Regions from separate parts of the Mus musculus genome. Here all the other regions are linked to region 4. A link is a contact called in public HiChIP or PLAC-seq and promoter capture Hi-C data. All regions are on one chromosome and are shown on one strand. The core of a region is the stretch at or near the end of the contact, and the rest is flanking DNA. Distances in the headings are between cores, read along the strand shown.

Region 1 (4,809 bases), core at 324-2,823, 490 kb before region 4:
CTGGCTGATGGTGCATGCTTTTAGTCCCAGCATTTGGGAGGCAGAGGCAGGTGAGTCTCAGAGTTTGATGCCAACCTGGTCTACAGAGTGAGTTCCAGGATAGCCTGGGCTACACAGAGAAACCTTATCTCACAAAACAGCAACAACAACAAAAACCACTCGAGCTGAGACCTGAAAATGAAGCCCCGAGCTAAAGACGCTGCCTGGTGAGCTGGAGAGATGGCCCAGTGGAGAAGACCCTGCCTGATGACAGTGGCCTCCAGAGTCACAACCACAGTGCATCTGATGCTACCGCCCAGCACCCAGATGCACAGAGTCTGTGCCTCTTCAATCAAAATAAATGCACTGGGGTTTGGGTCATCACCTCCTCCTGGAGCCCTGGAGCCCTTAGGCACAGCCCATAGGGCCCTGTGTGTCTATGATCTCTGAAACTTGAGGCATGGTGCCCCAAACAGTCAAAAGTGTCGATGCACGAAGACCACATCAAGGTCAGCCCTGCAGAGGTGGCAGCACTCCAGTCCATGTGCCCCTGGTGTGGCCACGGGCATCCTAGGAAGGAGACTAGGTCTAGGTCTTTGACTGTTCTTACTTCCCTGTAAAGTCTGTCTTTCCATGAACTTCTCCCCTGGGGGCTAGGTGCTGATTTCTTTACTGCCCACCTGACCCAGCTCCCCTCGTATTTCTCTCCAATATTCTCAGGCTGCACAGTTCCATACCTGCTGTCCCTGTGTTACCACAGGTGACCTGTCCCTCCCCAACCCTTTGTTCCTAAAATCTTCCAACTTTGACCTTCCTTTACCTGAGTCCCTCTCCCATGTGCCCTCAAGTACCCCGCATGGCACCCCTGTCTACACCATAGCATTCCAAACCCACCTACAGGGGGAGCATCTTCCCCCTTAGAGTAGGACCCCGGAGGAACTGCTTTGAGTCCCTATGTGACACTGTACACACACACACACACAAACTCACCCCTCAGTGTGACACACTGGCTCTGGTACCAGCAATAAAACTCATGGTTGACAAGAGTCCTAGCTCTCCCCCAACCTGGGAACCAGACACAGGGCCCTCGGTTTTGTCCCAGAAGGCAGATTGCTATTGAAGGGGCTCCTAGCCGCCCTTTGGCCTAGCAGATCTGGCTCAATCATGCTTCTAAGGAAGGATCACCCAGGCCGCCAAGGCAACCACAGCCAAGGCTACTGGGTATGCTGTGTCAGGCTGAAACCCCAGTGTGTCCAGACAACAGGTGAGACCACAGACCTGAACACATCCCAGCAGAAAATGACACAAAAGACCAGAGGAAACTTCAACTCCCTCCCGGCCTCTAAACCTTTAAGTCCCTCTAATTTTTCTTCCAGGTTACAGGACTAGTTCTTATTTCTTCTTCCTCTTGACGTCTCCTGTGGAGACTCTTGGTTAAAGATGATAAAGATGTGGGCCAGCCAACCAGCCAGGGAGGACAGTTGGGGTCAGGTGGCTTCCTCCACCTGGCTTGTTGTGTTCCCTGCCCACCAAGCTCCACCTTCATCTTCAGGAAGCCCTCCCTCGGAGCTTCACCACCAATCGCATTGAACTGCCACACCCCTGTTTCTTCCTCTCAGGGTTTTTGGTGTGAACTTTCACAGTGCTCAGTAATGTGTTGTAGCCAGAGTGGCTGATTTGGCTCAGATCACCTGGATTTGGGCGTCATGACTCAGCAGGCAGTGCTGGCTTTGCTGCTTACACTGGCCGGAATCCTGCCTGGCCCCCTGGATGCCCAAGGTAAGCATCCCTGTAGCAGGGCTCCCAGAGAGCATCTCACACACCCACCTGGGGAAGGGTTGGCCCTGACTTGACTTCCCCAAGTCTTAGTCTTAGACCTGGAATAGTCCCAGCTCCGTGGAAAAGCAGAGACTTGAAAGCTTTAGTTTACAGGACTAACATCTACCCTTGGTGCTTGTGAGAACTGTGTTCTTCAGTTCCCTTTCAGAGCAGCTGTCTGTGGGAAGTCTTGTGGTAAGGTGTAAAAGATCTACAATAAGATTATGGGAGGCTCAGGCTCCCAGGCACAATTCTTGTGCAAAACCAGCATAGTGTTCATTCTGTGAGATGCTGAGGTTTGTACTCAGTCTTGCCTACAGGAAAGTGGGTGGTGTGGGTGCCAGGCACGGCAAACGGGGCTGGAATCTGAAAGAGTGAGTATCCCATGAACAAGTCAACATGTGCCCCTTGCGCAGAGCCACAGGCTCTGGATGCCTAGAAATGATGGGGGGAAGGAGGGTGATGAAGAAACCAGCATCGGAAAGAGTAGGCAAAGAGGAGATAGGACTATGGCTGTCTGGGAGTGACTGACTCACTTAAAAGAGAAAGAAAGAGTACAGCCAGGGTGGGGAGTAGTCAAAAGGGAAGTCCTTGTGTTGAGATGCAACAAAGTTGCCAAGTTCCTATAGCATTTCTGCAGAGAGGGGTGTGATGGAGGAGGCATCTCACAGGAATACAAAATGGGAGAAAGAAACCTGGAGGTGTAGAGAGTGCAGCCCCTGTGCACAGCAAAATGAGACAGCATGTGTGAGCATGCGGGTGCGGGTGCTGTGAGAGATGCTCAAGAGTGTGCAAGGACATACATGAATGTAGGATCTGTGGAGCCTCTGAGATACGTGTTAGCGTGTTTGAGTCACCGTGTGCTGTGCGCCAGCTTGGTGCTAACTGGCTGGTTCTTCACAGACGTACACCAGTCCCCCCGACTCACGATTGCCTCTGAGGGGGATTCTGTCAACATCACCTGCTCTACAAGAGGGCACCTGGAAGGGATCTTAATGAAGAAGATCTGGCCTCAGGCTTACAATGTGATTTACTTTGAAGACCGGCAGGAGCCCACAGTAGACAGGACCTTCTCAGGCCGAATTAATTTCTCTGGTTCCCAGAAGAACCTGACCATCACCATAAGCTCCCTCCAGCTGGCAGACACTGGAGACTACACCTGCGAGGCTGTCAGGAAAGTCAGTGCCCGTGGCTTGTTCACCACGGTTGTGGTGAAAGGTAAGGATGTGCCCATCTGACTGTTGGCCAGGCCAGGAGCCCACTGGCTGCTAGAGACCTTCTTTGCACTTGTTGGAGCTGTCTGCTCAGAGCCCATTTCTTCCTGGAAACCTCCTAATGGTGCCCACACCTGGCTTGAACCTCAAGGCCTCCAATGAGGATCCCCACCTCACCTGCTTGTGTCCTCTCCTACCAATGGCTTTGTGTTCATTTTCCCAGAAAAATCATCCCAAGAAGCATACAGATCCCAGGAACCTCTGCAGACATCATTTTCCTTCCCAGCTGCCATTGCTGTAGGCTTCTTCTTCACCGGGCTGCTCCTTGGGGTGGTGTGCAGCATGCTGAGGAAGATACAGGTCAGTGTGAGCCTACGGCTATTATCACAGGCTTAAGGCAGAGATCAGTCAGGATGCACATGATAAGATGCAGAGAACCCTTGGGTGAGGCATCTCTCAGGGACACAGAATGGGAGAGTGAAGCCGAGAGGGAGAAAGTGGGGCTTCTAACCAGGCCCCAAAATGAGTGTGTGAACATGTGTATGTGCCTGTGTGTGCATGCGTGTGTGTGTGTGTGTGTGTGTGCACTATGTGCGTGGACCTGTGTGAATGTAGGAATTCGGAACTTCTGGGATAGGAGTTAATGTCTTTGAGTCACCATGTGCTGTGTGAGAAAGGTCCTGACAATGGTCAGCTCTTCTAACCACTCGACTGTTTGCCCTGGGCCCTCCCTGCCGTTGATTCTGCCAGAGGTGGATGAAAACTGATCATTCCCCCGGGTCTGGGAAAGCTGTGTGTTGTTGAATAAAGGGGTTACTTGGAGACAGGGGTACTTTGCCCAGGTCACCATGTTGGCCAGTGCCTGGGTGACAACAGGCTATCTTTTCAGATCAAGAAACTGTGTGCCTCAGGGATTAAGGAATCTCCGTGCGTAGTGTATGAAGACATGTCCTACAGCAACCGCAAGACGCCATGCATCCCCAACCAGTACCAGTGAACCCCTCTGCCTGCAGTCCCCCGTGCCTTGTTTCAGCAGAGCTTACAGCAGTCCTGCTGGCCCCCACACCCCGCCCAACTCCCCAGCACTCTTCCTGTGGTACTCAAATTCCCCCTTGGTGCTTCTGGGTGGGTGGGATTCCTCCTCTGTAAGCTCCCCCACAGGGCTCTGCAATCTGTCACCAACCCTAGCCAGGTACCCTGACATCAGAAACAAAGCTTGGGGGTGGGGAGGTACCTGCCTTGGAGCCGCCTGGCCAGGAAAAATTAAATAAACACACAAATACATTAACAAAAGCACTTGTTTTTGTTGCTTTGTGTTCCTCCTCCGACTGACCAGGGCTTCTTTCTAGCCAGCTCCTACCTGAAGAGGGCAGGGATTCAGCCCTCCAGGGTTCTGTGCCCAGTGTCTGTGAGAGCAAGGCAAGGCACTGTGGGGGTAGGGGAGCTCTCCTGCCTCAGCACGACACCCCACACAGAGCAGCTCATCTATGCAGGTGAAGAGCCAGCAGCAACAACGTTACCCATTCTAGATGGCCATGTTCCTAAGGGCCCAGCTCTACGGGGACCCTGTCGATGCAGCTCTCAGTGAGAGCAGCATAAAGTGGTAGCTCTCCTGGACTTGCCCCTGTCTCAGAGGCCCCTCCTGGGGCCTGATGAAGTGACCACAGCACTATCCCACACCTGGGGCCAGCCCAGCTCCCAGTGTTGCACCTGGGGCAGAAACCCTCACTTTCCCATTTGTGGGTAGGGAGACTGAAGTATGGGTACCCAGCTGATATGTGGTGAGCTGCTCTGTCCC
Region 2 (4,852 bases), core at 2,097-4,596, 270 kb before region 4:
GTGTCCCCAGGATACCAGAGTCAGCTGTAAAGAGAGAGCGTGGGGTGCGTGCACTTCATCCCTGCACTTGGGAGGCAGAGGCAGGCATGTCTCTAATTTCAAACAGTTTGCATAGTGAGTTCCAAGTAAAACCAGAAGCTTCCTGTCTGCTGGGCCAGGCTGCCAGGGAGGAAGGACAGGTCTGTGTGTCCCCGAGGGAAACGAAATGGTTTTAGAAAAGATATACATTTTTAGTGTCAAAGACTCAAAGGACAGAAAAGCTCAAAAGACAAAGATAGCCATCTACAAAGCTAGAAATGGCTTACTAGCAGGCATTTACCCATTACGTCTGGGTTCTAGCAGCAGCCGCAGCCACAGCAGCAGTAAAATGACCACTTAGACCATGGTTCAAGTGGACACTGGCAGGGCTGCTCTAGGCTTTAACCTGTACCCGTGTGGAGTACAGCTTGCCAGACAGTCCTTGGCCTGTCTCTGTTAGGGATGTAAGTGGTCAGAAGCGTTCATGAACACTCCCTGTTATACTCAAGCCCCAGGGACAGGACGAGGAAGGACTGAACTCTCAATGGGGTAGCCTGGCTTGAATGGGAGGGGGGGCCACCTGCTACCGCCGCCACCCCCCCCCCCCCAGCCCTTAGGAAACAGTCACAGCATCTCAGGGTGTTTTGGTTTTTGCTTTCTTTTGTTTCCATAGCCCAGATTTCTGTGTGCTAGGGGAGAGGCAGGCCTAGGATCAGTTGAAAATATGTGAAGCCCATGCCCACACACACCTCTTGCACCCTAGTCAGGACCCAACACAGTTGCTGCCACTGGCTAGTGCTAGGTCACTATGGAGGGCCTGCTGGCCTGTATAGGCTCTCACAAAGAAAAACAGAATATGAGTCCCTACAGGTTGTTATGACATGACCAACTCTGAGCACATACCCTTCCCATGTTCCTAACCTACATCTTTTTCTACTTCTTGCCTGTAGAGTGTCCAGCACCTTCAAGACCCAGCTGTTTCCAAAAGGTCAACCGGAGCCCTGTCCCCATACAAAAGGCCTTTGCTGTCAAAGGGCTAAAGATGGAAGCTCAGCCAAAAGCCACACCCCCCAGACCCAGCAAGTCTCACCCAGCTAAACCTACAAACTGCCAGCAGCAGCGGCCCTCTAGGATCCGCAACTACAACCTCAAGGACTAAGTCTCAGCCTCCTGCAGGAGACTGCACAGGGGCTCCACCTTGTACGTGGGGCCTGTGGTTATACAAGTTGGGAGTGAGAATACACATGGTATACAGGTGGGTTGTGAGCACAGGACAGCATCCCAAATGATGGCCTTTCTGATGCTAAAGAGCAATTAAAGCCTCCTCCATCTGTTTGGCCTGTGAAGTTGTCTGTCTTGTCCTACTTGGGGAATGCAGGCTGGATCCTGGGCTGGCCTCTGCCCCCTGCCTGTCACCACCCACAGCCACTGTGCACTCGCCCTGTCGGTGACACTGTCCTCCAGAGCCTGGTGGGCAGAATAGAGTGGCCACCTGCAAAGTATGTCCCCAAGGAACACTGTATGAGAGGTCCTCCCGGGAGCATGGGCCTGGCCACCCAGAGGCCCAGTCTCGGAACCAGACCCATCTGCCTACTGAAAACCTCATGAGACCTGCCTGACCACTTCCTGTCCATAGCATGACTTAAAGAGGCCCATGGCCTTAGCCTTGCTGGGTATCAGACACACAGGGCTGCAGGGTCCAGGCAGCTCCCAGGTCCAGGTTGTTGTGTGTCCTTGACTAATCATGTGACTCTTGCAGCTTCATTTTTGCATCTCTGTGTGTAAAATCCTGACAGTGATTCCAGGCTGGCTGGCTCACATGGTGGGCCATCACAACATTACAGGGAAGCCCACACTCAGTAATGTGGTCTTGGATGCCAGTTGAATAACTCAGGCCTAGGTAGCAGACATCTGCAGATCACTCCTGCTGTGGGTCTGTAGTAGGTAGCTCTCAAGGTGCATATGCAAAGAGAGAGCCATAGGATGCTTTTACAAGAGCCCACCTAGGTACACTGTGCTGTTTTCACGACTGGCAGGGGCCATGGCAGGCCATCCTGACGTGGCTCTCTCATATCCACATCTGGCAATCCACTTTGTTTGTCACGTGTTTCTGAGATGTAGCCATGCAACTTCCTTTGGTGAAAAGATGATCAGAGAAGTTTGCTCTGCCCTCAGCATCCTGCTCTGTGCACGGCCCAGACTCTGCATCCCTGGGTTACATCTCCTCCAGCTGAGACCCTGACAGCTGCAGAGGGCAGAGCTCTGCTGACCACTTAGGGTTGGCCAGCAGCCTGGCCAGTGAGAAGGCAAACATGACCTATCTCAAGGCACCAGGAGCTGGGGTGGGACTGCTCTGGCTAGTATGTGTACAGGCCTTTTGTAAAACTTTCCTAGGCTGGCCCTGAAACCCAAAGACACCCACAAAGGCATAGGGGCAAAATGGGAGAGCTTGGGGGCAAGCCAGCTTATGGGCAGAATACACCTGCCAGTCCTATAGGCTGCCCTTCAGGGTCCCTGCTTAGCCTCCTTCCACAGAAAGCCTGGGTGGATAGCCAAGTTGGAGAAGCTAGAAGCCAGGGTTGACAAGCAAGGCTCTGAGGCTCTGGCTTTTGCTATAGACTTGCAGTCAAGGACCACTGACACTAGCCCCCTTCCCCCTCCCCCCCACTCCCGGGCCATTACCCCATAAGGAGGTCAGTCTTAGTGGCCTGGGCCTGTAGTGGAAGGACAGGAGGGAAGGGAACAACCTCTCTAGGCACTCAAGGGACCCAACCCTGAGAAGTCTGTGTCTTTTTGGACGGTGAGTTTTGTCATCCCCCGCCCCCAAATTCGATAACCCTTTGAAAAGAGGAATTTAAAGGGAGGGAGGGAGAGGGTCCCGGAAACTCAGGGAGGCGCGCAGCAGCTCCTTTGTTCCCACCAGGCGGGGGAGGGGTGGTATCCCGCTCGCCAGATGGCCGCGCCTGGACACTGAGCGGACTCCGGAGGCCGCCACACGCGCCCGTCAGTGTTCCCTATCCTGCCTACTGCTCCCGTCCCTGCCCGCATCCTGGTCTCCAAGGTGGCCACAGAGGGTGGGAGTCCGAGAAAGCTGGGCCACGATGACCGGTAGTAACCCCGCCTGAGGCGCCCTCCGCCAGGGTCAACGACCGCGCTTGCGCGGGGGCCCGCGAAGTGCTTTGCCGCTGTTGCCGGCCCATCACCCTATTGCCTAGCAACGCCCACCCGCGCGCCGCCATTGGGCCACCGAGAACGGCCTCGGTGTCCAATTGGTTTCGATGTGGAGCAGGCCACGCCCCTCGGTTCCGCGCGCGCTACGATCGCGGCGTGGAATCGCAGCGACACGGACCTGTCCCCCCGCGTGGCCCTGGTGTCCTCCTCAGTGCAGAGTTTCCAGTGTGACCAAGCACGCCCGACCCACACTGCGCGCGCACAGTGCACACCTGGCACCGGCCGCGAGGGGGTGGGGGTGGGAGGACAGAGATGAGGGCGTCGGGATGAGCCCCGCGTGGCCCGCGCGAGGCCGGGGGCGGGGACGGAAGCAGGCGGGGGCTGCGCGTTCCTTGTGCTCCAGCGCGCGCCCGTGCAGGGTCCCGGCTGGGGGCGGCGCGCGCGGGCATCACCCCACCGGCGGCGGCGCGCCGGGTCCCGGGGCGCAGCCCCGACGCTCATTGGCCTGGGCGGCGCAGCCAAGCTGTCAGCCCATGTGGCGTGGCCGCGCGGGGATGGCCGCGGTTTAAATAGCGCCGGCGCGGCCTAGAGGGAGCCAGAGAGACGGCAGCGGCGTCCCGTCCAGTTCGCCTGCCGCGCTCCTCGCTTGTCGTCTGCCTCCAGAGCCCAGACAGGTACGCCGCTGCGTTCGGGGTTCCGGGGCGGCAGGCCGGTGTCGGGATGCCACGGCTCCAGTGGAAGGATAGGCGGGCGCCCATCCTCGGCACCCCTGCGCTCACAAAAGCGCCGCCGCGCCCCTCCGACAGCCAGCCACCGGGCTGAGCTCCGCGATCAGGCCGAGAGGGGCGCGGGAGGGGTGTGCGGAGAGCCAGCGCGGCGGGCCGCTGTCACGTGGGCGCCGCGCCAACCGGGTGCAGGAGTCTGGGCGCCTCGTGGATGGGGCCGGGGCCTTCACTCGCACTGGGCGGCTTTGGCAGGGCGCAGGAGGCCGCGGTGGTACCCGGGCTTCAGCTTGGAGAAGGCAGATGCGGGTCTGGGTGCGCACGAGGCCCCAGGGGCCTCAGCGGAAGTCATCAGACCATCCAGGCCTCACCGGCTGGGTGGCACGGAAGCCTTCTCGTTGGACTACGGTTGCAAGGCCTGAACTGCCCTGGGCAAGTGCCTTAGGGACAGGAGGATCTAGCAGATCCTTCTGCTGCCTCGGCCAGGTTACAAAGTGTTCGACCAGATGGCGAGAGGCTTCACCTTTCCCCTAACCGCACCAAGCTGAGAGTAGTATTCCAGGTCGGACCTTGCTGAAAGGGTCCATTGGCAGGGGATCGGTTTGCCTCAGCCCTGCTAGGCCTGGGCACTCACTAGTTGTCGGGCCTGTTCCCTCTGGGTCCTAACCAAGCCTGGCGTCCTGGCTGGCACTGAACGGCAGTCAGTCTCCACCCTCTTCGTGAAAGGGAAGCGCGCTGGCTTCCCCGTGGCTTAAGGTGAGAGTGCCCCAGACCCTGTTTCTTGAAGCCCCACTTCTGTTTGCAAGTTCCTGATTTGACTAGCCTGGGATGGAGCATCCAGTAGGCAACTGGAGATCCTATGGTCCCAGGTAGCTCTGGCAAAACATGGTAGGGTCAGGCCAGGTCAAGTGTCTACCCTGGAAGGGCTGACAATCTCAGAA
Region 3 (4,469 bases), core at 1,194-3,693, 350 kb before region 4:
CTGCCCTGTGTAGCCTGAGGTGGCTTGGAAGCCTCTATTCTCCCACCTCAGCCTACCCAGTGCTGGAATTACAGGTGTGCTCCAGGACACTGGCTCCTTCCCAATATTTAATTCAAGCCAGAGTGTTTGGACAACCTGCTCTGCTTGTGCCTCGTGTCAAGAACTGTGGGCACTGGAGAGGTATAGCACTGGGTGTGCGGCGCTGAGCCCCATCCTGGGCAGTGAGGAAATACACAGGGACGCAGTGTTCAAAGGAACACTGAAGTCGGGTATTTGCTAACATTCCCAGGCTTAGATGAGGGTATTTTATCTTTTTTTTTTTTTTTTAGATTTATTTATTTATTATATGTAAGTACACTGTAGCTGTCTTCAGACACACCAGAAGAGGGAGTCAGATCTCGTTAGGGATGGTTGTGAGCCACCATGTGGTTGCTGGGATTTGAACTCAGGACCTTTGGAAGAACAGTCAGGTGCTCTTACCTGCTGAGCCATCTCACCAGCCCCTCTTTTTTTTTTTTTTTTAAAGATTTGTTTATTTTATGTATATGAGTACACTGTAGCTGTCTTCAGACACACCAGAAGAGGGCACCAGATCCCATTACAGATGGTTGTGAGCCACCATGTAGTTGCTGGGATTTGAACTCAGGACCTCTGGAAGAGCAGTCAGTGATCTTAACCACTGAGCCATCTCTCCAGCCCCCACTCCCCACCCCTTTTTTTTAAGCAGACAAATTGCTACCCAAATTACACTTCTACTATGGGGAGAAGTAGTTCTTAGACCTGTGTAGTATCAGGAAATTAAAGCTTATTCTACATGGGCTAGATAACTCAGTGCTTAAGAGTGATGGCTACTCCTCCAAGGGTCCGAGTTCAGTCCTCGGAACACACATGCAGACAAAATACCACAGACATAAAGTAAAAATAAAACTAGCAATTGTACTTTGAGAAGCTTGGTGGTACTGCTTTGTTAAGTCCAGTGTGCTCTGGTTTATTTTGTAAGAAACCCAAGCAGCTCACCATAGTGAGCCAACGATGCCCAGCTGTGCTGTGGCTGCCTCGAGGAACGAATGCTGGCTCATTGCTGTTCCTTTGCAGTGGCAGGGCCCTACAGAGCCTGGCTGCTTCCTGCCTCCTCTTGAAGCCTTAAACTAAATGACTTTGTGTTTTGACAGGGTCTCACTCTGTATAGTCCTGGCTAGCTTGGAACTCATAATCCTCCAGCCTTAGCTTCCTGGAATTATAGTGTGTCACATCCAGGCCAGCCTGGTCTACAAAGTGAGTTCCAGGACAGCCAGGGCTACACAGAGAAACCCTGTCTCAAAAAAACCAAAAAAAAAAGGGGGGGGGGGGTTACTACTACAGACAGGGCATTTCCCTGACAGTAGAAAACAGGGCAGGGTGACATGTATCTGTAATCTCAGAGCTCTTAAGGTGAGGCCAGCCTAGGCTGCTAACTGAAACCCCATCTCAAAAGAACATGTTCAGAAAACCCAAATTTGAATCTCTCTTCTTACTTGTGGGGAGTTTGGTGACCAGTCCACCTCTGTCCAGCATGTGCTGGCATTCTGTGACAACCTCAGTGCTCAGTGCTTGCCCTCTCGGTGGGTTTGCACACATGTATGATTAGGATAAAGACACAGGTTTGCTAGTGGCATGTCTGCTCCACTTGGAGCAGTCAGAGTCTACTGGTCTTCACTGTAAGACGGCAGTAGTCATACTGGCAGCTAAGTCAGGCCACGTGTTGGGGAAAGGAGGTAGAATGTGAAGGAGGCCACAGTGGACACAGGTCACTGGACCAGGTGTTTCTGTGCTGACCCTGGGAATGCCGGCCTGGGAAGCAGCCTGGTGAGAAGTGTTGCTGAGGGCATTTCCAGGAGCATTTCCTCAGTACCAGACACCGGCTCAGAAGGCAGAGTCAGGTGGGCTTGCCCAAAGTGACTGAAAGTGGCTGCCTCGTGTGTCCTGTTTTCAGTACTCCCAGAGCGTGTGAGATGTGGCACAGTGGCTCTCCATGCTGTTCCAGGGCAGGTTTGAGACTCAACACCTGGCTCTTGATTCAGGGCAGCTACTCACCTTCTGCTTGTCATGCCCACACGGGACAGCCCATCAGCACAGAGCCCCAGAAGGTCTGTTCCCAGGGGTGTGGTCTTTGGTGCACCGTGTGACAAAGGCAGGTTTTCCGTGAGCAGGGATGGTCTTGGTTAGATGGCCTCTCCTGAAAGTGTCACTTGATGTGTGTTTTTTGGGAAAGCTTGCGTGTTTGGGCGGTTTGCCCAGCAACACTTGACTGTCAAGCTAATGTGTGGCCTCTAGAGTCTTCTTGAAGTGTGTTAGGTGCTGGACTGGGCACAGTGAAAGATGCAGAGGTGACTCACCAGCAGCACTTCCTCAGTCCCACAGGCTGTGTGTACAGATCACCTTTCCCCCTTGCGTAATTTGGCCCTTTATAGTCAATTAGTTAACAGTAGCTTGGCTGGCTGCTGGATGTTTCTTCCTGAGTAGAACCATGGTCTTAAATTAGGCAATGGTTTGCCTTCTAATGTGGCTTTTTGAGAGGGCTGGCCAACTGTGTGTGTGCTCCTCTGGGTCTGTATGGGAGCACGAGAGAGAACAGGAGACGCTCACTGCACTCCCAAACTCTTCCCGTGCAGATTTCGTGAAGATGCGGCAGCTCTGAAAGCTGCCTGGGACGCCCAGATCACGCAGATGTCCAAGGAGACTGTCTCCAAAGACTTTCAGATTCACACGCTGCAGGAAGAAGAGATGAAGCTCAAGGCACAGGTGGCCAGATTCCAACAGGACATAGACAGGTACCATTCCCAAGGCAGTCACCCATGCTGAGTGTTTCCTGCAGACAAGAACCATTACAGGTCCTCAGGATTGAAACCACATCAAACAAACTTGGCCCTGCATTCCCTGGGGGAGGAATGGTCAATGGTTTGAAAGCAGATCGTGGTGGTAGTAAGGACAGCAAACATCCAAGCCCAGAGGGCATGTCCAGAGACTTTGGGATGAGGAGATCAAGGAGAGCAGCCAAGGGCTGGTGTGGTGGCGAGCAATGTCCACCTTCCTCTGCCATCAGCTTGCAGAAGCAGACAGAGTACCATGATTTCAAGGCCAACCTGATCCCCATAACACTGCAGGACATCCATCTCTACATGGAGAGACCCTATCTCAAGGGAAAGAAAAAAGAAAGAAAGAAAGAAAGAAAGAAAGAAAGAGAGAGAGAGAGAGAAAGAGAGAGAAAGAAAGAAAGAAAGAAAGAAAGAAAGAAAGAAAGAAAGAAAGAAAGCAAGCAAGCAAACAAAACCCACCATGCTTGTCTCTCCTGTTGATTGTAGTAACTTACACTTGGTGAAAGCAAGGGCCTGTTCTTACAGTGTCATCAAGTCAGACGATGTAATCCAGATGGACACACACATCCACACCCTCCACTCTGTCTCATCCAGACCCCTCAGCTCTGTGGCCAGCCCTGACCACCCTGGGGAAGGGCCTTTGTGGACTGGACTTCTGAATGGCGGCCATAATATGGCTTTTGATCCTAGCTTCTTTGGATTTATCACTGGTTTGTGTTTGTTTGTTTGTTTTGTTTTGTTTGTTTGTTTTTAAGATTTATTTATTTATTATATGTAAGTACACTGTAGCTGTCTTCAGACACTCCAGAAGAGGGCACCAGATCCCATTACAGATGGTTGTGAGCCACCATGTGGTTGCTGGGACTTGAACACTGGACCTTTGGAAGAGCAGTCGGGTACTCTTACCCACTGAGCCATCACACCAGCCCTGTTTGTTTTGTTTTGTTTAGGTTTTCCTCTGATTTTTTTTTCTGTCCATTTTGGTACTTTGATCTCCTCTGTCCACTTTGTCCCTGTCCCTGGTTCCTGTAATCTTACTGCCTGTCAGTGGATAGCAAAGGCTTCTTATGACACTGGTCATTTGATGGCCTCCCCTTTACCTTAGACCAGCCTCACTGGAGGCTTATCAGTTCTATCAATATTTTGCTGATCTTTGTGAAGAACCAACTTAGGATTTGATTTTCTCCATTGTTGTTGTTGTGGTGGTGGTGGTTGGTAGTGGTTGTTGTTCTATTTCCTATTTCCTTTGGCTTTGGTTTGTTGTTCTGATCAATTCTGATATCAGAGCCAAGATGATTAACTCTGAGACATCTTTCCGTCTATCAGATGTAATTAGTGTTGGAAGTTTCCTTTCTAGCACAGCCTAGCTACACCCAACAAGCTCTGATGTTATTCAGCTAACGTGCTGTCCCTTGTGAACTCTCCAGTCAGTTGATAACTTAGGACCATATTGCCTAATCTCTGACTTTAGCTTCAGGAACCATTGTCAGTAATTTTGACCTAATTATGCTGCACACGCAGAATACACCTAGCATGATTGATTTCCTCTGCAGTCTGTTTCATGGATTTGAAATGTATTCTGCCCCAATACCTGTCTAAATAGACTTAAAGATA
Region 4 (4,975 bases), core at 1,013-3,512:
TCAGGGATGCAGGGGAAGCTGTTGAGTTGGGAGCTATCTGTAGCTCCACAGCCAAGCTTCTGGGCTCCTCTGGCCCAACTCTGTTCTTGCATTCTGTCTACCTGGTAGTCTCATACCCCCAAGCCAAGCATCGCCTGACACCACAGTTGAACCTGTTGTAAAAGCAAGACAGCTGGCAAAGAAGCTGCAGGAAGCTTTGTATGGGGTCCTTCCCTTTCTTCACCCATAATGGAAACCATCCCCTGACTCTTAGGATCAGACTGGATATCTTCAACATGAGTCCATAGGCTGTCCAGAAAACAGAGGCAGTATGTGTGTGTGCTGGGTGAGTCCCATAGGACTAGTAGTGTTGATCTGTCTGTAGAGTTGAGATGTCAGTATGATGCACCCTAAAGGCAGTTTTGGGAATCTACTCTTGGAGAGGTGAGAGTGACACATTGGGAAATGGACAGGGCTGTGACCTCCTAAATGACAATGGATTGGTGCTCTTCAGATGGGGAGGGAGCTCAGCTCCCAGTAGGTAGACAGGTGATCCATCATCCTTTAAGCTTAGACCCTCTTGATGCCCTTGAGCTCACATCCACAGCTTTCTTCATGGACTCTCTCCTAGTCCTTCTGTCCTCTATAAGGCACCTTCTAGGTCCAGCTGCGGAGAGGGAGTAGTAGCCAGGAAGGATCTGACCCCTTTGGCCGGACATAGTGACAGGTGTGCTGAAAGATGAGCCACTAAACATGATCCTGTGCTCAGGGAGCGCGGAGCAGCTCAGTTTCAGCCCCTCGCGTCTGCAAGCATGACTGCGTGGCTTTATATAGCCTCGCAAGCCCTTTATAAGCTGGAATCGAGGTTCTGTCGAGCAGGAGAGCTTACACAGATCTGGTCTGGTAGGGACACTTTCTCACTCATACCCACAGAGATAGCCCACCTCAATCCCAGGATGCCCAGCCGAACGGTCCGCTATGCTCGCTACAGCCCCCGACAGCGGAGGCGGCGGATGTTGGCCGATCGGAGCGTGCGCTTCCCTAACGATGTTCTCTTCTTGGACCACATTCGACAAGGCGACCTGGAGCAGGTGGGACGCTTTATCCGGGCTCGGAAAGTCTCCCTAGACACTATCCATCCCTCAGGTGAGTAGATAACTGAGAGTCTGGCCTTCTGTCCATAAGGAGGCAGGGGAGATCCTCTTCTGAGGGTTACAGCTTTGACCCTGTGTTCCCACCCTGCCCAGGACTGGCTGCTCTGCATGAAGCTGTGCTCTCTGGAAACCTAGAGTGTGTGAAGTTGCTAGTCAAATACGGGGCTGACATTCACCAGCGGGATGAGACAGGCTGGACACCACTGCACATCGCTTGCAGTGATGGGTACCCTGACATAGCCAGGTGAGACTATGGAATGTGGTTCAGAGGTTTCATCCTAATCTCTCCAGGTGGACCCCCCCAAAATATGGCTCTGAGGATGTAGGCATCAACTCAGGGATTCTGGCAGTTTCTACCCGATTGCAACATTAGAGCAAGCCGGAAAATCTGGCCACAGCTTCCAAGGGGTCAGGTTTCTTCCTCCTCACTCTGCCTGGAAAAAACAAACAGGTGACCCCAATATTCTAGCCTTTTGGCCCCGGAGTGGGCTGAGTAGGCTTTAACCACCTGCCCTTCACACCTCAGGTATCTCATCTCTTTGGGGGCAGACAGAGATGCAGCCAATGATGATGGCGATCTGCCCTCCGACCTTATTGACCCGGACTTCAAAGACTTGGTGGAACTCTTCAAAGGAACCAGCATGGACTGAGCCAGGAGAGCCCTTTGGGGCTTGCGCCTCCTTGGAGAAGTGGCAAGCACCTTGCCCCAAGGACTAGAGTGCCCACTGGATGTGCAGTGAGGCAGCCAGGCTGGTTAGGACTTGTGGGGAACGACCCTCTTGCCCCTATACCCATTTCTCTGGCCTGGCTTTTTCTCCAGGTTTGTTTGTTTTTTAATGGTGATACTTTTTACTTTTTCAATAAACATAATTCCCAAGCTGTGATGATGACTTGATTAGCGCAGTCCAGTACAAAACCATCGCCAGGTACGCGGGGGCTCGCTGGCAGCGCAGGGCCGGGGAAATGCGTGTCCGGGGCCGGTGCGCCGATGTTCTTGTTCAGAGATGCCCGGCAACCCCTCCCTTCCCCCGACACCCACCCGTGTTTCCGGGACGACCTCGCGCGCCTCCGACCTCGCCGCACTCCGTTCGCCAGCGATCACGTGGCCCGCGCCGTTTGCGCCTGCGCGCCGCGTCACTTCCGGCCGGCCCACTGGAAGCGGCGGCGGCGGCGGCAGCGGCGGCGGCGAGGAGGGCGAGGTGAGGAAGGCGCGGCGCGGAGGCACGGCGGGGCGGGGCGCTGCAGGCTCCGTGGGACCTTGGCCGCCCCGCCCCGCCCCGCCCTGGTGTCGCTGGGTCGCCTGGCCTGAGCGGGGAGAGACAAGGCCGGTGTCTCCACGGAGTGCGGACGTGGCGGCCGCCCCCCCACCTCCCCGGGAACCGACGCCCGCGGTCCCGGGGCAGCCTCTGAGGGCGCTCCCTGCTTTTGAGCTGCGCAGGCCAGCCTCCCCAAACCGCGCCGGTGTCCTTGCCGGCTACCTGCCCTGCCCACATCCCAGTTGTCCTGATGCAGTGGCTCTGCGCAAGCCCGGGGCCTGTCTGTGGGCAAGCTGGACATGCTGGTGGCCGGAAGTATCGTACCCTGTTGACAAAAGCAGCCCAGATCCTGGGGTGGTCGTCCGAGATAAAATGGTCTTCCCTCTGGACGCCATGTTTCAAACACAGGGCAGGCTCAAGCAAAGGCCCCCAGTGAGTTGAGATCAGCTGGTGGATTTCTGGGGAGTGTCCAGGACGTTTAGACAGCGATGTGACAGGAGTGCAACGAGAGCCAGGTCCTTCAGGAGAAGGAGTCTGGGTTTGGGTCCATTTAGGGAATATCTAATAGTTTGCTAGTCCCGGGAAAGAATAGGATACACGTTCTAGGTCTGATGACCTGCCACTGTCATCTGGAAGCAGGCCCGAGCTGTCACAGCACTGTGGCTCCTGCTTGGCTGGTCAGTCGCTATAAGCCTCACAATTTGAAGCAGGGAGTGGTGGCACACACCTGTCATGCCAACTCTTTGTGTGGTGGAATCAGAAGGATCAGAAATGTAAGACTAGCCAGGGCTACATGAGACCTTTTTTCTAAAAGGGGTGGGAAGAGGAAAGAAGGAAACAACAACATTTGGATAGTAGACGTTTCAGAAGAACAGAGTGACCAGCCATTGCACCATTGATTGTAGTGAGGGACCACTCGCATTGTCACTGTGGTGGGTAGCAAAGTGTGACCATTTAGCATCATGTGCCTGGCATATTGGATGTATTTAGAAGAGTTGATGTGGTCCTGGATCTGTCCCCCTACCCTGCCTTCCAAAGCCCTGGGTCCTATAGAAGTGGAGAGTTCTATAGAGAATAAACCCATTCCGGATCTCTCCCAGTAGAGGGGCTGTGAGCAGACCCACACGGGTGTCACTGGGAAGCAGCATTTCAGAGAGTTTAGGAACCTGATGTAGGATGCAGACAGGAGCTGAGGCAAACTCAGAGATAATGAGCACCCAGCACCCTAGCCAGTTTCTGCAGCCTTGAAGGCCCTGGAGTGTGTCGGGGCTGGGAGTCATTCAGATCAGCTCTCAGGTGACAGCTGTGACATCCTCTGCAATAGGACTGTGAGATGCCTTCTTCCTGGCCTGCTGTGATAGGACCATGAACAGTGTATAAAGTTCCCAGCACAGGGATTCCCTCTGTCCTCCCTTGCCAAGGCTCTGCTGTGGCCTTTGTGATTCTTGGTCCTTGGACATTTCTGGGTCTCCACCTCGTTTTAAGTATTAACTGATTCCACATTTACCATATACTCAGTGGTTAGTTGTTAGTTTTAACTGGGATAATGTATAAAATGTAGAATGGCTTTGTCATGTCCATTATCATGTTGACTGAAGAGCTGGAGGTCCTTTGTTTGAGGTATGGGCTTCATACAGCCATGCTTCAATCTTCATTGAAGCAGGAGGACCTGGCAACTCTCTGGTGGTAGCCACTTCATATTCATATTCAAACTCTTGTCTGGAGGACACAGAGGAGATGGAGGACCTCTGGCCTGGGGGGAAGTGGGCACCTGGACAGGTTAAAAAAAAATCTGTTAGATTTCAAAGGGCAGCTGTAGAGAGAGTGAGGTGGAAGAAAACCTTGGTCTGCCCCTAGGCAGGACCATGTTTACTCGTCATCCCTGTGTGCAGAGGGCCAAAATGCCTGCAGAGGGAGATGGGATGTGGCTCTGTGTAGAGGCAGAAATGACTTCATAGTCTGCAAAGGAAGCTGGGAAGTGTAGTCTTTGAACAGGAAACTGTCAAGTTTACTGCTGACTATTATGGGGGCCTGAGGATACTAGCTGGTGACACACAAGAAACACGAAACAAGAGCTCTATGACAGTGCACAGCTCAACTGGTTTCCACTGGAAGTGGTGGAAATGTGTCAAGAAACTGTGTGTGTCTGCTGTGTAGCCAGTGGAAGCAGGGATGGGCAGGGCCACAGCTAGCCCATGGATATGTCACTGAGGGTCATCAGATCTAAGGTACTGTCATTGTTAGCTGTGTCTTAAGAGTTCACTAAGCCAGGTGGTGGTTGCACATGCCTTTAATCCCAGCACTTGAGAAGCAGAGGCAGGCGGATTTCTGAGTTCGAGGCCAGCCTGGTCTACTGAGTGAAACCCTGTCTCGAAAAACCAAAAAAAAAAAAAAAAAAAGAGTTCACTAAACAAAAACAAAAATGCTCGCGCTCTCTCTCAAACACACACATTCTCTCTTTCTCTCTCTCTCTCTCTCTCTCTCTTTCTCTCTCTCTCTCACACACACACACACATACACACACAGAGCCTTAACTTAGCTACTCAGTAGGGTGATGGAGGGTTGCAAGTCCAAGGCCTTCTTAGT
Region 5 (4,458 bases), core at 1,296-3,795, 400 kb after region 4:
AAGGTCCGAAGTTCAAATCCCAGCAACCACATGGTGGCTCACAACCATCCGTAACGAGATCTGACGCCCTCTTCTGGAGTGTCTGAAGACAGCTACAGTGTACTTACATATAATAAATAAATAAATCTATAAAAAAAAAAAAAAAAAAAAAAAAAAAAAAAAAAAAAACAAACCCAAAAACGATTAGTGTTTGTTGTAACTTTTTTTTTTTTTTTTAAAGCCAGCGTCTCCTTTGGCCCAGGCTGGCTTCGAACTCACTATATACCTGAGAATGACCTAGAACTTCTGATCCTTCTGCCTCAGTTTGGGAACCATAGGTATATACTACCACACCCAGTTTACACAGCTGGAACCCAGGACTTTTTGCATACTAGGCAGGTACTCTACCAATTGAGCCACATCATAGCCCTGAATCATTCGTTTCAGTGGAAAATAACTGGAAACAACTCAGGTGCCCTGAGCAGAAGAAAGGGTATGCGTGCATTATGGGATGTCAGTAGTAAGAATGAATGATTCATAGCACATATTCAAGATGATGGTGAATTTTTGTAAATAAGGTTGCGTGAGAAAGCTGGGACAGTTAAAGATGCAAAAACGCTCTCCCTATTCATGCACAACGAATTAGTAAGCCTAGAGCTTAGCTCACGAAACAGAATACAACAGGTAGTTAAATCAGATTGTCTCTACTGTATGGTGCCACTAGGAGAGAGTGGAGAGGGAGTGTCAGAGTGGCCTGCTTTGTGATTGTGATGGTGTCTAGACCTCCAGGCTCCTTCCCACCTGTTGCTCCACTTCTGCTCAGGTCCTGCCCTGTTCCCAAAGTGTAAGATGGCTTTCTATCACCATGTTTATGTCTATGTTCCCAATCCCATGATGAACTGAAAAGTTACCTGCTTCTTCTTCTTCTTCTTCTTTCTCTCTAAGTACACTGTAGCTGTCTTCAGACACACCAGAAGAGGGCATCCGATCTCATTACAGATGGTTGTGAGCCACCATGTGGTTGCTGGGAATTGAACTCAGGATCTCTGGAAGAGCAGTCAGTGTATCTCTCCAGCCCTGAGCAGCCCCTTCTTAGGGATGAACATCAGATACATGAATATGGAAACACAGAAACGGGTCAGATAGATTGTGGACAATGACTTCACTTACAAACGATGAATACAGACACTTAGTATTTTGGTTTTTTCTTTTTAAAGATTTATTTATTTAATGTATATGAGTACACAGTTGCTGTCTTCAGACACACCAGAAGAGGGCATTGGATCCCATTATGATGTGGTTGCTGGGAACTGAACTCAGGACTTCTGGAAGAGCAGTCAGTGCTCTTAACCACTGAGCCATCTCTCCAACCCTATTCTGGCTTTGTATTCAATTACTCCTTTTTTTTTTTTTTTGTTCGAGACAGGGTTTCTCCACGTAGCCATGGCTGTCCTGGAACTCACTTATGTAGACCAGGCTGTCCTCAAACTCAAGAGAGCTGCTTGTCTCTGCCTCCTGAACGCTGGGATTAATGGCTCATGCCACCAATTGCTCTTTCTAGCTTTTCCTTTCTCTCTCTCTCTCTCTCTCTCTCTCTCTCTCTCTCTCTCTCTCTCTCTCTCTCATCTCTAGAAGCTGCTCTGCCTGATGCTGGAAGAATTTGTCCCTTGTCTGAGATCTTGCATGGGCCTCAAATTGTTTTCTAGGAGAGCCTCTTTAGGCAGCTTGAAGTTCCTCCTTGCATGCACAGCTCTGGCCTCCTGGAATCATTGTGGGGTCTTTCTTGGACCTCAGGTCCCTAGGCCTTCATTCACCACAGACACCACCATAAAGAACACTGCCAGGTGCCAGTAATCCACTTAGGTGTTGGAGCGTTCTCTTTTCTCTAGTCTCTTTAATGTCCATTACTCCAGGAAGAATTCTCATTAGTCCTTCCAGTACAGAAGCCACCATCTCTTGAAATCCTAGATTTCCCTAGTCTCTCCTTTTTACCTTTCCTCTGGTTTTCTTTCATATTAGGGCAGTAGACCATTTTCACCCACTTAGCGTATCAAACAGACACATCTCCATGCTCCCTCCTCCAGGCTGTTGTGACTTTGCTGAGTCTCTGAACCTCCCGGTGTCCCGATGATTTTTATCTGTAAAACGTTAAGTGCTAATTTTGTCCCAATAAGTTGGCATTCAGTCTAGACAGGTCCTCCAATTGTGACCCAAAATCCTTCCTGTGCGCAAGGACCTGAAAATTAACCCTCAAGAGCCCACTCCTCACCTGAAAGGTAGTCCTTCTCTTTCTCTCCTGTTGTTCCACTAGAGGTTGTACCCAGCAAATGACTCTTCTACCAGCGGCCACAGTCACTAGTCTAAGCCTGGAACCCCTAACCCAGATTGTAGCCCCGCCCTGATTCAGACCCCGCCCCACGTCCCGCCGTCCCTCCCCCCACATACTTCTTATTGGCCAGAGTTACGCCTAGCTCCGCCTCTGGGCCCACCCAAACCACGCCTCCTCGGGCATACACACCTACTTCTAGTTGGCTGGCGTCCCGCCTCATCCCGCCCTTTGATACCGTCACTTCCTGGTAGAGTAGGCTCCGAAGGCGGAAGTTTGGGTGCCGGAGGCAGCGAAGCGGAGCTGAGGTGTTGCTAGCGTTGCCTGCGGCGCTTCCGGGTTCCCGCTTCACTCTGGGGAGGCGGAGGCGGGAACCTGGAACCATGGCTATGAGGCTGCTGCGGAGCCTGGCAGGGTCTGGAGGCTGACCTCGCGACGCCTGTCCGCGGCCCCCCCTGCTTCAGGTTTAGGGTTATCTAGGGTCGCTCTGTCCTGGTCCCTAGACCCTCAAAATGACGGCCGCCTCCACCTCCAAGTGGGGGCTGATCACGAACGTGGTGAACAGCATCGTGGGCGTCAGCGTGCTCACCATGCCTTTCTGCTTCAAGCAGGTGAGTCGAGGGCGCGGGGGCATCAGGTTGAAGTGCTCGTTTGGTGGGAAGGGGGTGTGAGCACCGCGGGTCGGGAAGAGACCCAAGCAACGTCCCCGAAGCGAGTCGCGGTCCGGATCTGCGCGCTCAGCGGTTGCTCACACTGTACGGAAAGGCACAGAGAAGGATACGTTAGCGGATTGATAGTGGTTTTGTTGGTCCTGTTTTTGACTCTGACCGACTGCATGGCACGGAAGCATGCCGGTCCTCGGCTTCGGCTACTCACCTTTACTCAAGGCGATTTAAAGCATTCGTTTGGTCTGATCTGTATCATGTGTCACCGCAGTTGGAAAAGCCGGCATACAAAAAAGTTTGGTGTTATTTCTGTGTTGAATGCCACATGAAAAGATGGTCATTTCTACGTGGCTTTGTTGTGTCTGCCAGTGAGTTGCGGAAGCAGATGGAAACGTCAAATTGGGTAATGACTCTCTTAACAAAGGGAGTGGCGGGGTTCCCCGTCGCTCATCCATGCCACGCGGGCTGCTGTCCTGTTCTATTGAAACAGTGGGTTATCAAGGCAGAGACCACTCCTCCTATCTGATGACTCCCAGGAGATGAGGTGGAAGATTAATCCGGGATAGACATTTGGAAGTGAAAATGGGTTGTTGATAATTTAATAGTAGACTAACAACTACTTCGTGTGTTTTGTCGTTCACATCCCAGGCTAAAAATAGAAAACAAGTTTTTTTAATCAATGAGTTTTTGATCCTCAACAACCTATCCTGATTGAGACTGTATCTAGGGTTCCCGGGTAGGGTATTTGATATGGTTAATAGATGTAGACAGGAGGACAGAGCTAGATCCTCTGGGGTGACATCTGTGTTGTGAACCCCAGTGTTGAGTTGTTGGGGGATGGTTTTGGGTGTCTTTGGAGTGCCTACGTGTCCCAGTGTCCATGGAAACTGTCTGTCAGCAGAATTGCATCCTGGGACTTGAGTGTTGGCTGGTTTCGAATCTCCAAGTGAACTCTGTCATCCTTGCTGCCTGTCTGTGAAGTGTGACTGACCCTTTACTGGGGTCTGTCATAGCTGACTGGGAAATTAGCTGTTTGGGCTCAGGTGGTTGAGCAGTCTCTTGTGGAGCCTGGCTGTGCACAGGTGCTAGGCCTCTACCAGAGCAAACGGAGATGATGAGCCCAGTGAAGATCTGCTTGGGGAGAGCTTGGAACCCAGTGCAAGAGAGACCAGAAACAGTCAAACTGTGCCTAAAACCTGTCAGTTCCTATCACTAGATTGTTATCTCCTCCGGAGCCTTGGGGCAAAGCCATGAGTCCAGCAGAGTGGGGAATGTCTTAGTGTTTAGGGGGAGCTAAAAAAAAAAACCAAAAAAAAAACAAACCTTTGGGTTTAGAGCTAGTTTGTTTAGTGATTCCGGCAATTAAAAAGGAGAAACATTTTATTGTATTTAGTGTGTGGAAAACTGCATATATTTTAAATGCACACTTGATGAATTTTCATGAGGTAAAGGAACATATGTACCTTACTGTACACTTGAGGAATTCCA

Evidence for each region. Promoter capture Hi-C pulls out the DNA fragments that hold promoters and counts their contacts. HiChIP or PLAC-seq counts read pairs in DNA pulled down with a chosen protein or histone mark.
Region 1: a contact with region 4 is called in a promoter capture Hi-C map of fetal liver, with 2.4 times the contacts expected there. The contact joins the promoter of Cd7 here to the promoter of Mcrip1 in region 4. A contact is called at or near these places in 7 of 39 promoter capture datasets (the SN4741 cell line, cranial neural crest, embryonic stem cells and 4 more), 3 of 484 Hi-C or Micro-C datasets (all in embryonic stem cells), 2 of 115 datasets of contacts at active chromatin or transcription factors (embryonic forebrain and pancreatic cancer cells) and 1 of 9 other capture datasets (embryonic stem cells).
Region 2: a contact with region 4 is called in an H3K4me3 HiChIP or PLAC-seq map of the SCID.adh cell line, with 18 read pairs. The contact joins the promoter of Fasn here to the promoter of Mcrip1 in region 4. A contact is called at or near these places in 13 of 39 promoter capture datasets (the 3T3-L1 cell line, the C10 cell line, cranial neural crest and 7 more), 1 of 15 datasets of contacts at CTCF or cohesin (the NIH/3T3 cell line), 6 of 484 Hi-C or Micro-C datasets (CD4 T cells, CD8 T cells, embryonic stem cells and 2 more), 13 of 115 datasets of contacts at active chromatin or transcription factors (the SCID.adh cell line, T-cell acute lymphoblastic leukemia, acute myeloid leukemia and 7 more) and 3 of 9 other capture datasets (adipose tissue, liver and pancreatic islet).
Region 3: a FOXA1 HiChIP or PLAC-seq map of pancreatic cancer cells shows a contact between it and region 4. The contact joins the enhancer-like site here to the promoter of Mcrip1 in region 4. A contact is called at or near these places in 4 of 39 promoter capture datasets (cranial neural crest, embryonic stem cells, pre-B cells and 1 more), 1 of 115 datasets of contacts at active chromatin or transcription factors (pancreatic cancer cells) and 2 of 9 other capture datasets (adipose tissue and liver).
Region 5: an HNF4G HiChIP or PLAC-seq map of pancreatic cancer cells shows a contact between it and region 4. The contact joins the promoter of Slc38a10 here to the promoter of Mcrip1 in region 4. A contact is called at or near these places in 1 of 39 promoter capture datasets (hippocampal neurons), 1 of 484 Hi-C or Micro-C datasets (embryonic stem cells) and 1 of 115 datasets of contacts at active chromatin or transcription factors (pancreatic cancer cells).

The regions. Positions count from the first base shown.
Region 1 is chr11:121,036,242-121,041,050 of GRCm38.p6, reverse strand. Cd7 (CD7 antigen) reads left to right here and starts at 1,573. Exons shown (of 4, transcript NM_009854.2): 1 at 1,573-1,758; 2 at 2,701-3,015; 3 at 3,235-3,371; 4 at 3,901-4,304. The coding sequence starts at 1,686. The coding sequence ends at 4,008. It overlaps Gm11775 (a long non-coding RNA gene), which reads right to left and starts at 3,368. Exons shown (of 2, transcript XR_880372.3): 1 at 3,189-3,368.
Region 2 is chr11:120,823,041-120,827,892 of GRCm38.p6, reverse strand. It overlaps Fasn (fatty acid synthase), which reads left to right and starts at 3,346. Exons shown (of 43, transcript NM_007988.3): 1 at 3,346-3,863. It overlaps Ccdc57 (coiled-coil domain containing 57), which reads left to right. Exons shown (of 19, transcript NM_027745.1): 19 at 969-1,351. The coding sequence ends at 1,177.
Region 3 is chr11:120,896,150-120,900,618 of GRCm38.p6, reverse strand. It overlaps Ccdc57 (coiled-coil domain containing 57), which reads left to right. Exons shown (of 19, transcript NM_027745.1): 8 at 2,652-2,810. Among named protein-coding and RNA genes, the nearest start is that of A430102A20Rik, 34 kb to the left of the region's middle. Within about 2 kb of position 2,443, at least 36 of the 459 cell types and tissues checked have an H3K27ac peak or open chromatin away from gene starts, as enhancers often do. A contact at or near this core is called in liver and pancreatic cancer cells, where this site is marked.
Region 4 is chr11:120,547,014-120,551,988 of GRCm38.p6, reverse strand. It overlaps Mcrip1 (MAPK regulated corepressor interacting protein 1), which reads left to right and starts at 2,262. Exons shown (of 5, transcript NM_001033231.4): 1 at 2,262-2,332. It overlaps Ppp1r27 (protein phosphatase 1, regulatory subunit 27), which reads left to right and starts at 857. Exons shown (of 3, transcript NM_026814.3): 1 at 857-1,125; 2 at 1,227-1,377; 3 at 1,660-2,014. The coding sequence starts at 936. The coding sequence ends at 1,783.
Region 5 is chr11:120,149,438-120,153,895 of GRCm38.p6, reverse strand. Slc38a10 (solute carrier family 38, member 10) reads left to right here and starts at 2,545. Exons shown (of 17, transcript NM_024249.5): 1 at 2,545-2,916. The coding sequence starts at 2,818. It overlaps Gm11769 (a long non-coding RNA gene), which reads right to left and starts at 3,489. Exons shown (of 3, transcript XR_389232.4): 1 at 3,182-3,489; 2 at 2,498-3,058; 3 at 1,175-2,117.